Linked DNA regions of Mus musculus: region 2 is linked to region 1. The links are chromatin contacts, called in public promoter capture Hi-C maps. All regions are on one chromosome and are shown on one strand. The core of a region is the stretch at or near the end of the contact, and the rest is flanking DNA. Distances in the headings are between cores, read along the strand shown. Region 1 has its middle 24 kb from the start of Elovl5. Region 2 overlaps Cilk1 (ciliogenesis associated kinase 1).

The links. Capture Hi-C pulls out chosen DNA fragments and counts their contacts.
Region 2: a contact with region 1 is called in a promoter capture Hi-C map of liver. The contact joins two enhancer-like sites. A contact is called at or near these places in 1 of 115 datasets of contacts at active chromatin or transcription factors (pancreatic cancer cells) and 1 of 9 other capture datasets (liver).

The regions. Positions count from the first base shown.
Region 1 is chr9:77,890,294-77,895,711 of GRCm38.p6, forward strand. No RefSeq gene overlaps it. Among named protein-coding and RNA genes, the nearest start is that of Elovl5, 24 kb to the right of the region's middle. Within about 2 kb of position 2,343, at least 5 of the 459 cell types and tissues checked have an H3K27ac peak or open chromatin away from gene starts, as enhancers often do. A contact at or near this core is called in liver, where this site is marked.
Region 2 is chr9:78,150,863-78,156,384 of GRCm38.p6, forward strand. It overlaps Cilk1 (ciliogenesis associated kinase 1), which reads left to right. Exons shown (of 14, transcript NM_019987.2): 7 at 2,703-2,874; 8 at 4,487-4,654. Among named protein-coding and RNA genes, the nearest start is that of Rn7sk, 22 kb to the right of the region's middle. Within about 2 kb of position 3,914, at least 8 of the 459 cell types and tissues checked have an H3K27ac peak or open chromatin away from gene starts, as enhancers often do. A contact at or near this core is called in liver, where this site is marked.

The DNA of each region.
Region 1 (5,418 bases), core at 1,093-3,592:
CCCTGCAAATTTTATGTCCTCAGTTCTTGCCTGTATGGAGCACACTTTCATTCTCCACTAATCTGTGGGAGAACATTTAGCCAGCTAGTTACTGAGAATACAACAGCGATGAACATGGCTGAGCCGTGCTTTCTGTGGTGTGGGATGTCAAGTCCTTTAGAGATGGTACAGAAGGGTCATATGGGAGATTTACTTTTAGCATTTTGAGAACTTTCCACACAGATTTCCAGAATGGCTGCCCCAGCGCGTATTCCTAACAGCGGCGAATGAGAATTCCCTGCCCGCCCCCGCCCCCTGCCCAGTCCCTGTCAGCATTTGTTGTCAAGGTTGCCTCATCTTCCACTTCCCTAGTTGCTAAGGATGATGGACATTTTTTAGGTAATTCTTAGCCATTTGTATTTTGTCTTTGGAAAATTCTGTGTTCATATCTATAGCCAATATTTAAATAAGACCACTTATTTCTTAATTCTTTTTTTTTTTTTTGAGTTCTTTATATACTGTGGATGTTAGTCTCCTGTCAGAGGCAAAGATTCTCCACCACTCTGTGGCTGTCCTCAGTACTCAACTGATTCTTTCCTTAGCTGTACTGAAGCTCTTTAGTTTTTTGAGGTCCCCCTTATCAATTTTTGAAAATAAGAAGTAAACAGAAACTTCACAAGAAATTACATTAATGTCCACTAAACACATTTGAATACAGTGATATCCAATAAATACATCTTTAGTTGTTAGAGAAGTGAAAATTAAAACTATAATATTGCTGGAAATTCATATAGTTAAAGTTTAAATGACTGATATCCACCTATGATGGTTTGAATATGCTTGGCCCAGGGAGGGGCACTATTAGGAGGTGTGGCCTTGTTGGAATAGATGTGGCCTTACTAGAGGAAGGTGTCATTTTGGGCATAGGCTTTAAGACCCTCATCCTAGGTCGATAGAAGCCAGTCTTCTCCTGTTTGCCTTTGGAAGATGATGTAGAACTCTCAGCTCTTCCTATATCATGGCTGACTGGATGCTGCCATGTTCCTGACTTTACGATAATGGACTGAACCTCTGAACCTGTAAGTCAGCCAAGGTTAAATGTTGTCCTTATAAGAGTTGCCTTGGTCATGGTGTCTGTTCACAGCAGTAAAACTCTAAGACACCACCCAAGGTTAGCAAGAATATGAAGCAGACAGAACTTTTCATCCATGCTGGTAAGAATACAGAATGGTTTAACCACTTTGGCAAGCTAGCCATTTCTTAAAGAGTTAAGCACACATCTGTTGTATGACTCAGTAATACCAATTTTAGTGTTTATACAAAATAAATGAAAACATTCGCCCACAAAAAGCCTTGTGTAAGAAAGCTTATAGCAGTTTTATTCCTAATAGCCCCAAAGCTGGAAACAACCCAGGTGCCCATCAATAGAGCAGGAAAAATAAACTGATGTGCTCAGACAGTGGAATGCAATTAAGTAACGAAGGGAGCAACCCGCTTGCTCCCTCTTGCATGCAGAAACAGGAATGAATCCCCGAAGTCTATGCCAAGGGAAGAGAATGAGTTGCAAGAGTGTGAAGTTCTGCAGTGGGAGAAACCTGGTAAAATCAGAACAGTCATGGCTTCTAGAAGTGACCAAGCATGCCTACGTTCCCTGGGTGATGAAAACATGCCTACATCTTTTAAAATATAGAGTTAAAAGCATTTTAATAGCAATCTTACTGAGGCAGCAGGGAAGACAGGCACCAGCTACATGTTCTTGCATGCTGGGTCACTCAGAACATTTTAGTGAGGGTATGGGATCTACAAGAGAGAGAGAGAGAGAGAGAGAGAGAGAGAGAGAGAGAGAGAGAGAGAGAGAGAAGTTAGATACCATTCTGTTCCCCTGGATTAGAAATTTATTTTTAAAGAAAAGTCCAAATGTTTCTGTTGCCTGGAAATTTACAAAAGTTTCGTTTGTCATCCTATAGCTGCTGGACTAAGGGAGTATGCGCACTGACACTCTCTAACAACATCGCATCGCATCGTATTAAAGTCACACACATGTCAAAACAGAAAGGCTGCCAATGTTTGCTTCTGTCTCTCTTGTCTACTTGCAATCACATATTTAAGCTCCATTGATTGATCCTGTGGAGAAATGTTACCCAGTGTTCAGAACTATCAACCACTGGAATAAGGGAATTCTGTTTAGAACAGACTTTTTTTTTTTTTTTTGTCATGACGATTCTTAAACATGCCCTCCATGGACTAGAATTTCCGGAAAGCTGTAAGCTGTCTTGTCATATTCATCTCACATTTAGTGTGAGCAGTGCTCAGGTTAAAGTCTGCAGAGAGGTCAACTTCTGCTTTCGGACTGGACACACCACAGTCTGCAGTTCAGGATTTGGCTGGAGAAGCCATCAAAGGGCCAGGTGGCACAGTCCGGAAGTGTCTATATCAATTCTGTTGAGTAAAGGTTGCTCTGTAGGAAATAAAAAATGTGGCAACCAGGAAGAAAATCCCCAAGTTTTGAAAATTCTGATAAAGTTGGAATAAAATGGCACACCTCTCCAGGCAATGAATCAGACACTCATATCTTCCCTGTAAATCCTTCAGAGAAGTGCTACCCCTGGGGTGAAGTCCCTCATAGCCACCTTCTAAGTGGCCTGTCCTCCTAGTGAAGGAGCTATGGCACTGCTCCCCAAGCGGCCTTAATTTCTCACCACTGATGACACATAAATCATTGTTCTGATAAACAGCAGCACACACACAGACAGGATCCTCGTGTTGGGGGGTTGAGTGGAAGGGAGCAGGAGGGGTGGTGTTTAAGATGAAAACCTTTGATACACTTTAAATAAATGCTGGTTATAACAACGCTGGTCAATTCAAGGGTCAGGAGAGATGGCTCAGTGGTTGGAAGCACTGACTGCTCATCCAGAGGACCTGGGTTCAAGTCCCGGTGCCCACACGGCAGCTTGCAACAGTCTGTGACTCCATGATCTGATACCCTCACACAGACATACAAGCCGGCAAGCCACATAAAATTATAAAAAGTCAATATATAAAGTGTTTTCTTACGAAAAAAAAATAGTTATATGCTTAATTTAGTTTTTGCACTGAATTGTCTAAAGGATCAATTTTTAGGACTGTAATTATTGGGTTAATTTAAGTTTATGGGTATTGCCAAGCTGTTCTTTCAAAACTATTCAGCCTTAACCTTTCACTGTTTCAAAATCCTCTGACACATAAACACCTATCAAAGCTTTAATCAGTTGAATGGTTTTGAAATTTTTCTATTGCCATTTTTCTTCACATGCTACTCGTGAATAGCTTAAAGCTATAATGGTGGCTTAGAACAGGTATATGTTAATGTGTTCTGCAGTTTTAAAGTTTCCTCTTTGTAAAGAAAGGTGTGCTTCTTGTCATCATTACTAGTTTGTGGCTTATCATCTCTGATTACACATTGTAAATGTTTATATTTGTGTATATTCATTTAGAAACTAGCTACTGTTGCAAATGTTCCTATTCCTTGTGATTTAATTTTTTATTTTTTATTAGGTATTTTCTTCATTTACATTTCCAATGCTATCCCAAAAGTCCCCCATACCCTCTCCCCCCCTCCCCCACTTCTTGGCCCTGGCGTTCCCCTGTACTGAGGCATATAAAGTTTGCAAGACCGATGGGCCTCTCTTTCCACTGATGGCCAACTAGGCCATCTTCTGATACATATGCAGCTAGAAACACGAGCTCTGGGGGGGGGGTACTGGTTAGTTCATATTGTTGTTCCACCTATAGGGTTGCAGACCCCTTCAGCTCCTTGGGTACTTTCTCTAGCTCCTCCATTGGGAGCCCTGTGATCCATCCAATAGCTGACTGTGAGCATCCACTTCTGTGTTTGCTAGACCCCAGCATAGCCTCACAAGAGACAGCTCTATCAGGGTCCTTTCAGCAAAATCTTGCTAGTGTATGCAATGGTGTCAGCGTTTGGAAGCTGATTATGGGATGGATCCCCGGATATGGCAGTCTCTAGATGGTCCATCCTTTTGTCTCAGCTCCAAACTTTGTAACTCCCTCCATGGGTGTTTTGGTCCCAATTCTAAGAAGGGGCAAAGTGTCCACATTTTGGTCTTTGTTCTTCTTGAGTTTCATGTGTTTTGCAAGTTGTATCTTGTATCTTGGGCATTCTAAGTTTCTGGGCTAATATCCACTTATCAGTGAGTACATATCATGTGAGTTCTTTTGTGATTGGGTTACCTCACTCAGGATGATGCCCTCCAGGTCCATCCATTTGCCTAGGAATTTCATAAATTCATTCTTTTTAATAGCTGAGTAGTACTCCATTGTGTAAATGTACCACATTTTCTGTATCCATTCCTCTGTTGAGGGACATCTGGGTTCTTTCCAGCTTCTGGCTATTATAAATAAGGCTGCTATGAACATAGTGGAGCATGTGTCCTTCTTACCAGTTGGAACATCTTCTGGATATATGCCCAGGAGAGGTATTGCTGGATCCTCCGGTAGTACAAATTATGAAAACAGAAACTAAACAGGGACACAGTGAAACTAACAGAAGTTATGAAACAAATGGGTTTAACAGATATCTACAGAACATTTTATCCTAAAACAAAAGGATATACCTTCTTCTTAGCACCTCATGGTACCTTCTCCAAAATTGACCATATAATTGGTCACAAAACAGGCCTCAACAGGTACAAAAATATTGAAATTGTCCCATGCATCCTATCAGATCACCATGGACTAAGGCTGATCGTCAATAACAACATAAATAATAGAAAGCCAACACACACGTAGAAACTAAACAACACTCTTCTCAATGATACCTTGATCAAGGAAGGAATAAAGAAAGAAACTAAGGACTTTTTAGAATTTAATGAAAATGAAGCCACAACATACCCAAACTTATGGGACACAATGAAAGCATTACCAAGAGGAAAACTCATAGTTCTGAGTGCCTCCAAAAAGAAACTAGAGAGAGCACACACTAGTAGCTTGACAACACACCTAAAAGCTCTAGAAAAAAAGGAAGCAAATTCACCCAAGAGGAGTAGATGGCAGGAAATAATCAAACACAGGGACGAAATCAACCAAGTGGAAACAAGAAGAACTATTCAAAGAATCAACCAAACAAGGAGCTGGTTCTTTGAGAAAATCAACAAGATAGATAAACCCTTAGCCAGACTCACTAGAGGGCACAGGGACAGCATCCTAATTAACAAAATCAGAAATGAAAAGGGAGACATAACAACAGATCCTGAAGAAATCCAAAAACACCATCAGATCCTTCTACAAAAGGCTATACTCAACAAAACTGGAGAACCTGGATGAAATGGACAAATTTGTAGACAGATACCAGGTACCAAAGTTAAATCAGGATCAGGTTAATGATCTAAACAGTTCTATATCCCCTAAAGAAATAGAAGCAGTCATTAATAGTCTCCCAAC
Region 2 (5,522 bases), core at 2,664-5,163, 260 kb after region 1:
AAAAAAAAAAAGAAATCAAAACAACAGAAACATTAAAACATTATGATGAGAACAGTATTAATCACAAACATTAATTTCTCACTAAAAGGAACAAGTAGTTCAAACCCTGCAGATATTTTGTTATTAAGTGAAGTGTAAGCTTGTTAAAAACAATTTTCAAAGAAAAACCATTGTGCTCTCTGTAGTCTTAGTAATTTCTTAAGTTTTTAGACTTGTTATTTCGTGTGTGTGTGTGTGTGTGTGTGTATGTGTGTGTGTGTGTGTGTTCGTGCACGTGTGTGTGTGTGTGTGTGTGTGTGTGTGTGTGTGTGTGTGTGTGTGCATATGCACCATATGCACGCCTGGTGCCTGGAGTGGTCGGAGCCTCTGGCACTAGATTTGCGGATGATTGTGCACTCTTGTGTAAGTGCTGGGAATTGAACCTGGTTCCTCTGCAAGAGCAACTTGTGCTCTTAATGGCTGAGCCACTTCTCCAACCCCCAAATACATCATGTTTTCTGAGGATGGTGTCCCCATAGCCTCCTTCCCGGCTCCCTCTCTTTTTTACCTCCATGTGCTTCTGAAGGTGCTACAGAGAAGATTCCTGTGTGGCGGGGAGATGGCTGAGCCTTAAGAGTATGTCTTGTGCTCAGGGAGAACCCAAGTTGAGTTCCCCACCCTTCTCAGGTGGCTTAGAACCAACCGTTTATCACTCCAGCTCCAGAGGGCTCCAGGGTCTCTGGCCTCGTGTGCACACACCCACACAGAATTCTTAAAGGCTTCAGAGGAGGTAGACATGGAGGAGGAGAAGGGGACAGGGAGAGACTTTAGTAGATGACTCTGGGAGTAGAGGCTGGTGCTTAAGACTATGGGCCGCAGTCCCACATGGAGCCCAGTATCTGAGCATGGGCTTGTGAAACATTGGGCAGTGGTGAAGGTGGAATGTTTCTGAATGGACAACTAAAACCTAATTCAAAGTCAACTGTGTGATGGATTGGAATATCTCTGCCTGTGATCCCATGTTAACAGGTGGGACTTGGCTGCAGCTTTGCTACTGAACACATGACATGCGTGCTTTTCAGGGTGTGTGCTGTTCCCACACACAGTGCCCATGATCCTGCCCCAACCACTGCAGACTCGATTCAAGACTACTGCATGTTGTAACTGCAGTGTGTTCACCATATGGATGGATTTTTTGCTCTTATAGAATAACATAATGGTTTATGTGTAGAAAACAAACGCTTAATATTTTCCTACCATCATTCCTCAACAAATTAGTATCAAGTTAGGAACTGTCTGGATTGGATTGGGTTAGAATGTTTGATTTTTAAAATTGATGTTCAGTTGAGTTTTGTTTAAAGATCATTAGGTGGGGGCTGGAGAGATGGCTCAGCAGTTAAGAGCACTGACTGCTCTTCCGAAGATCCTGAGTTTAATTCCCAGCAACCACATGGTGGCTCACAACCATCTGTAATGTGGCTAACGCCCTCTTCTGGTGTGTCTGAAGACTGCTACAGTGTACTCACTGTGGCTCTGTGAGTGGAGTGCTTCCTACCCACCATGCATAGAGCCCTGGGCTCAGCCCCCAGCATCTCATCAACCACTGTCCTGTAACCCTGCAGTGGACACAGGAGGATCAGAAATCCAAGGTCATTCTTGGTGACATTGTGAGATTGAGGCCAGCATGGGCTATGTAAGACTCTTTCACTAGGTTTGATGGCGCACGCCTTTGATCCCAGAACTTGGGAGGCAGAAGGAGGCGGATTTCTGAGTTCAAGGCCAGCCTGGTCTACAGAGTGAGTTGTTCCAGGACAACCAGCGCTACATAGAGAAACTCTGTCTCGAAAAAAAAAATATTTATTTTATGTATATGAGTACACTGTTGCTCTCTTCAGACACACCAGAAGAGGACATCTGATCCCATTACAGATGGTTGTGAGCCACCATGTGGTTGCTGGGAATTAAACTCAGGACCTCTGGAAGAGCAGTCAGTGCTCTTAACTGCTGAGCCATCTTTCCAGTCCCAAAGGTGAATTTTTGCTTTCTTCTTTAATAAATGGTAAGATTATATGTACACTAAAGAATAGATTAAGATAAGTGTGTGATTTGTTACTAATAATCTTTACATTTTTATACCTACTGAGGAAATATAAAAATTTCTGCGGGGAAACAGAGACATAAATGGAAAAGGTTGAAGAAGCCTTGATTGGATTCCTATTTCTTCTCTTTCTCGTTCTTCCTTCCTCCCCTCTCTTTTCTTTGTATATGTGTGGGGTATATGTGTATATATGGTTCATGCACTGCACATGTGTGTATGGTGTTCACACAGGGGTGGGGGGTGGTCAGAGGTGTCCTCCTCTGTCACTGTCAGCTCACCTTTTTGGCTGAGCCGGGTAGCCAACAAGCTCATGAAACCCACCTGTCTCTGCTCCGCTGTACTGGAGTTGCAGGCACTAGAAGCTGTGCCTGGCTTTTTACTCGGGTGCTGGGATTTGAACTCGGTTTCTCCTGCTTGCACAGCAACAGCAGTCGCCCTTACCCAGTGAGCTACCTCTGCAACCCTAAGACTAATAGTTTTTATTATTGGCCATGACAGCTACCGAGTCCTCATAAGCCCCCATACCACATTGCATTTAGGGAAACGACATACTTTTACTGAGAGTTACTGAATTTATTTTCTGACCAGTAGAAGCAATAGCTAGCTGTTAACTTTGTCTTTCCAGGTACAGGGCTCCAGAGGTACTGCTGAGATCCACCAACTACAGCTCCCCCATTGACATCTGGGCGGTAGGCTGCATCATGGCGGAGGTGTACACGCTCCGGCCCCTTTTCCCTGGGGCCAGTGAAATTGACACAATTTTCAAAATTTGCCAAGTGTTGGGAACACCAAAGAAGGTAATGAACAGAACAAAGGCTCGTGGGCCAAAGCCAGCAGCTTCCTGCTCTGCCCCTCCCCAGTACTGTACAGCTCTGGCACACTTGAGATTGTCCTAGGCCTTGACCATTCTTCTCTGCTCAGGTTCTCTAGCAAGGCCTCTTCTCCCCTTCCTTATGCTTACAACTATGATGTTTGTCCTTCTCTGTTTTCTCTCTATACTGGCTAACCCTATACAGACCTCCATTCATATGCATATGTGTTCTGAGCCTTCCAAAGGTGCTCTCTATCCCCCCCCACACACACACACTCCACCTTTGTAACTGTTCCAGCTATTTGGTGCCTTCCCTCCTCTCTCAGTCACCTCTGGCCCAATTCACCTGAAGCACAGAGCTTACCTTTAAACACACTTCCTTTCTCCGGCTCCTATTTCTGTCTGTGGTCTCATCATAGTCCCTGAAGGACCAGTCTTGAGGCTGAGTGGCTTATGACTCAAACCTAGGGCCTTATACATAGTAGACAAAGTTTCTTTCGTTTTTTGTTTTAAAGAATTATTTATTTTATGTATAGGAGTACACTGTAACTGTCTTCAAACATACCAGAAGAAGACATCTGGTCTCATTACAGATAGTAGTGAGCCACCATGTGGTTGCTGAGAATTGAACACAGGACCTCTAGAACAGCACTTAGTACTCTTAACCTCTAAGCCATCTCTCCAGCCCTTCTTTTTTGTTTTTTATTTTTTAGTTGTTTGAATGATAACGTTGTCCACATCCTCTGCTGGCTGGCCTCCTTCCTCTGACCTTCTCCCTCTTTGATCTATCCCTCTGGTGGCTTTTGACATTTTTAATTATTATATTTTAAAAGAAATGCCATATTTTGTCTTTTAAAGACGGCGATATTTTTAAGGGAAGGATTTATATTGAATTATTTTTGGATACTCAACAAACACTAAGCATTCTCTCGGGAACTATCTGATTGGATAGTATTCATAGTAACTGTTAGCTCCAGGAAGAGGTCAAAATTCTATTGCAGGGTGCCTCACAAAACAGTAGTGTTGAAGCTGGAGAGGCTCACGCCTAGCTGCTCAGATTTCCCATGGTTCTCTCCAGCCTTCAGTGCCCCGGACATGGGGTGTGTGAAACGTGGAGAGTGGAGCAGACAGCAAGCAGTGTCTCTGTCTTCTCAGTGTGAAAGTGAGCAACGTCAGGCTGGTGATAGATGACACGTGGCGTTTCACAAACTTACTGGGTTAGGACTCCGTCTTTTGCTTTATCTCGTTTTATTTTGTTTTCCCCTTAAAAATATACTAACAGATTCTAAAACCCATATGTCAGGGAGCACAGGAGAGAGAATGCCATGGACTTCGATCCTCAGCCCTCCGGAGATGGACAGGCTTCAATAAAGGTTACAAAACAAACTAAGCTGGCGGATAATCACCACCTTTTCTAGTGTTTCTCAGTTGGCATGAGAGGTAGTCTGTGTTAGGGTAGCCCCGGGCCTCATCATATGCATCTCTAGTGAAGCCACAGGAGGCACGACACAGTTGCCTTTCTGTGACGGGCACACAGAAGACCCCTGACAGAAGTCACAGCGAATAGTCTGAGCGCCATTTCCTGTCTTTTCCTGCAGACTGACTGGCCTGAAGGCTACCAGCTGTCAAGTGCTATGAATTTCCTCTGGCCCCAGTGCATACCCAATAACTTAAAGACTCTAATCCCAAATGCTAGCAGCGAAGCCATTCAGCTCCTGAGAGACTTGCTTCAGTGGGATCCCAAGAAACGACCAACCGCTAGTCAGGTTTGCCTATTTGTTTGTTTGATTGATTGTTTGTTTTGTTGTTTTTCTGTTCAAAGCATTTCTTAGGAGATCTATACCTAACCCTGAATATTCCTATAAATTATAAGTTTATCATCTGATAACATGGTTGAAAAATAGTATTGACTGCTCTGAACTGGAGGAATTTAAGGTAATCTGAACCTTGTACACAATTAAAATAGTTCAGATTAAACTGTGTTTGATTCGAACATTAGCATATATGTCACAATACGTGATACATATGTGATCGGCAATGAAAATGAACATAAAATTGTCAAGAAAGAAAGAGTGGTTCAGGGGTTTCGGGGGGGGGGGGGACCGGGACGGGATAACATTTGAAATGTAAATAAAGAAAATATCCAATGGAAAAAAAGAAAAGAAAAGAAAAGAAAAGAAAAGAAAAGAAAAGAAAAGGGCAGTTCAGAAAAGACCCGTGTACCTGTCAGCCTTAGAAGTGTTTAAATGTGTTCTGTAGGAGTTAGGATCATTCCGTGGTTGAGAGATACGCCTGCACGGATTGCTGAAAAGTAACCATAGCTTACAAGCCCAGCTCCCTCCTGTACAGATAGCTAGAACGGCAGAGGGATAGAGCCAGACAGGTAACTGCAGCCTGCATTTTCATAACTTTGCACGTGTCATGGTTTGTTTTATGTGATTTCAACCTAATGAGAACCCCACACAGTAAATGTTTTTGTTTTCACTTCTATAGGTAAGAAAACCACGTCTTAGATAGTTTGAGTGGTTTCCCCTCGTCACTTCTTCAGTGTTGGTGCAGAGTGCAGGTGCCTATAATCCAAGCGGCAGGCTTCTGAATGGGCTCTCCTCCTGTCTGCCCGCCTGCCTTTCCTGG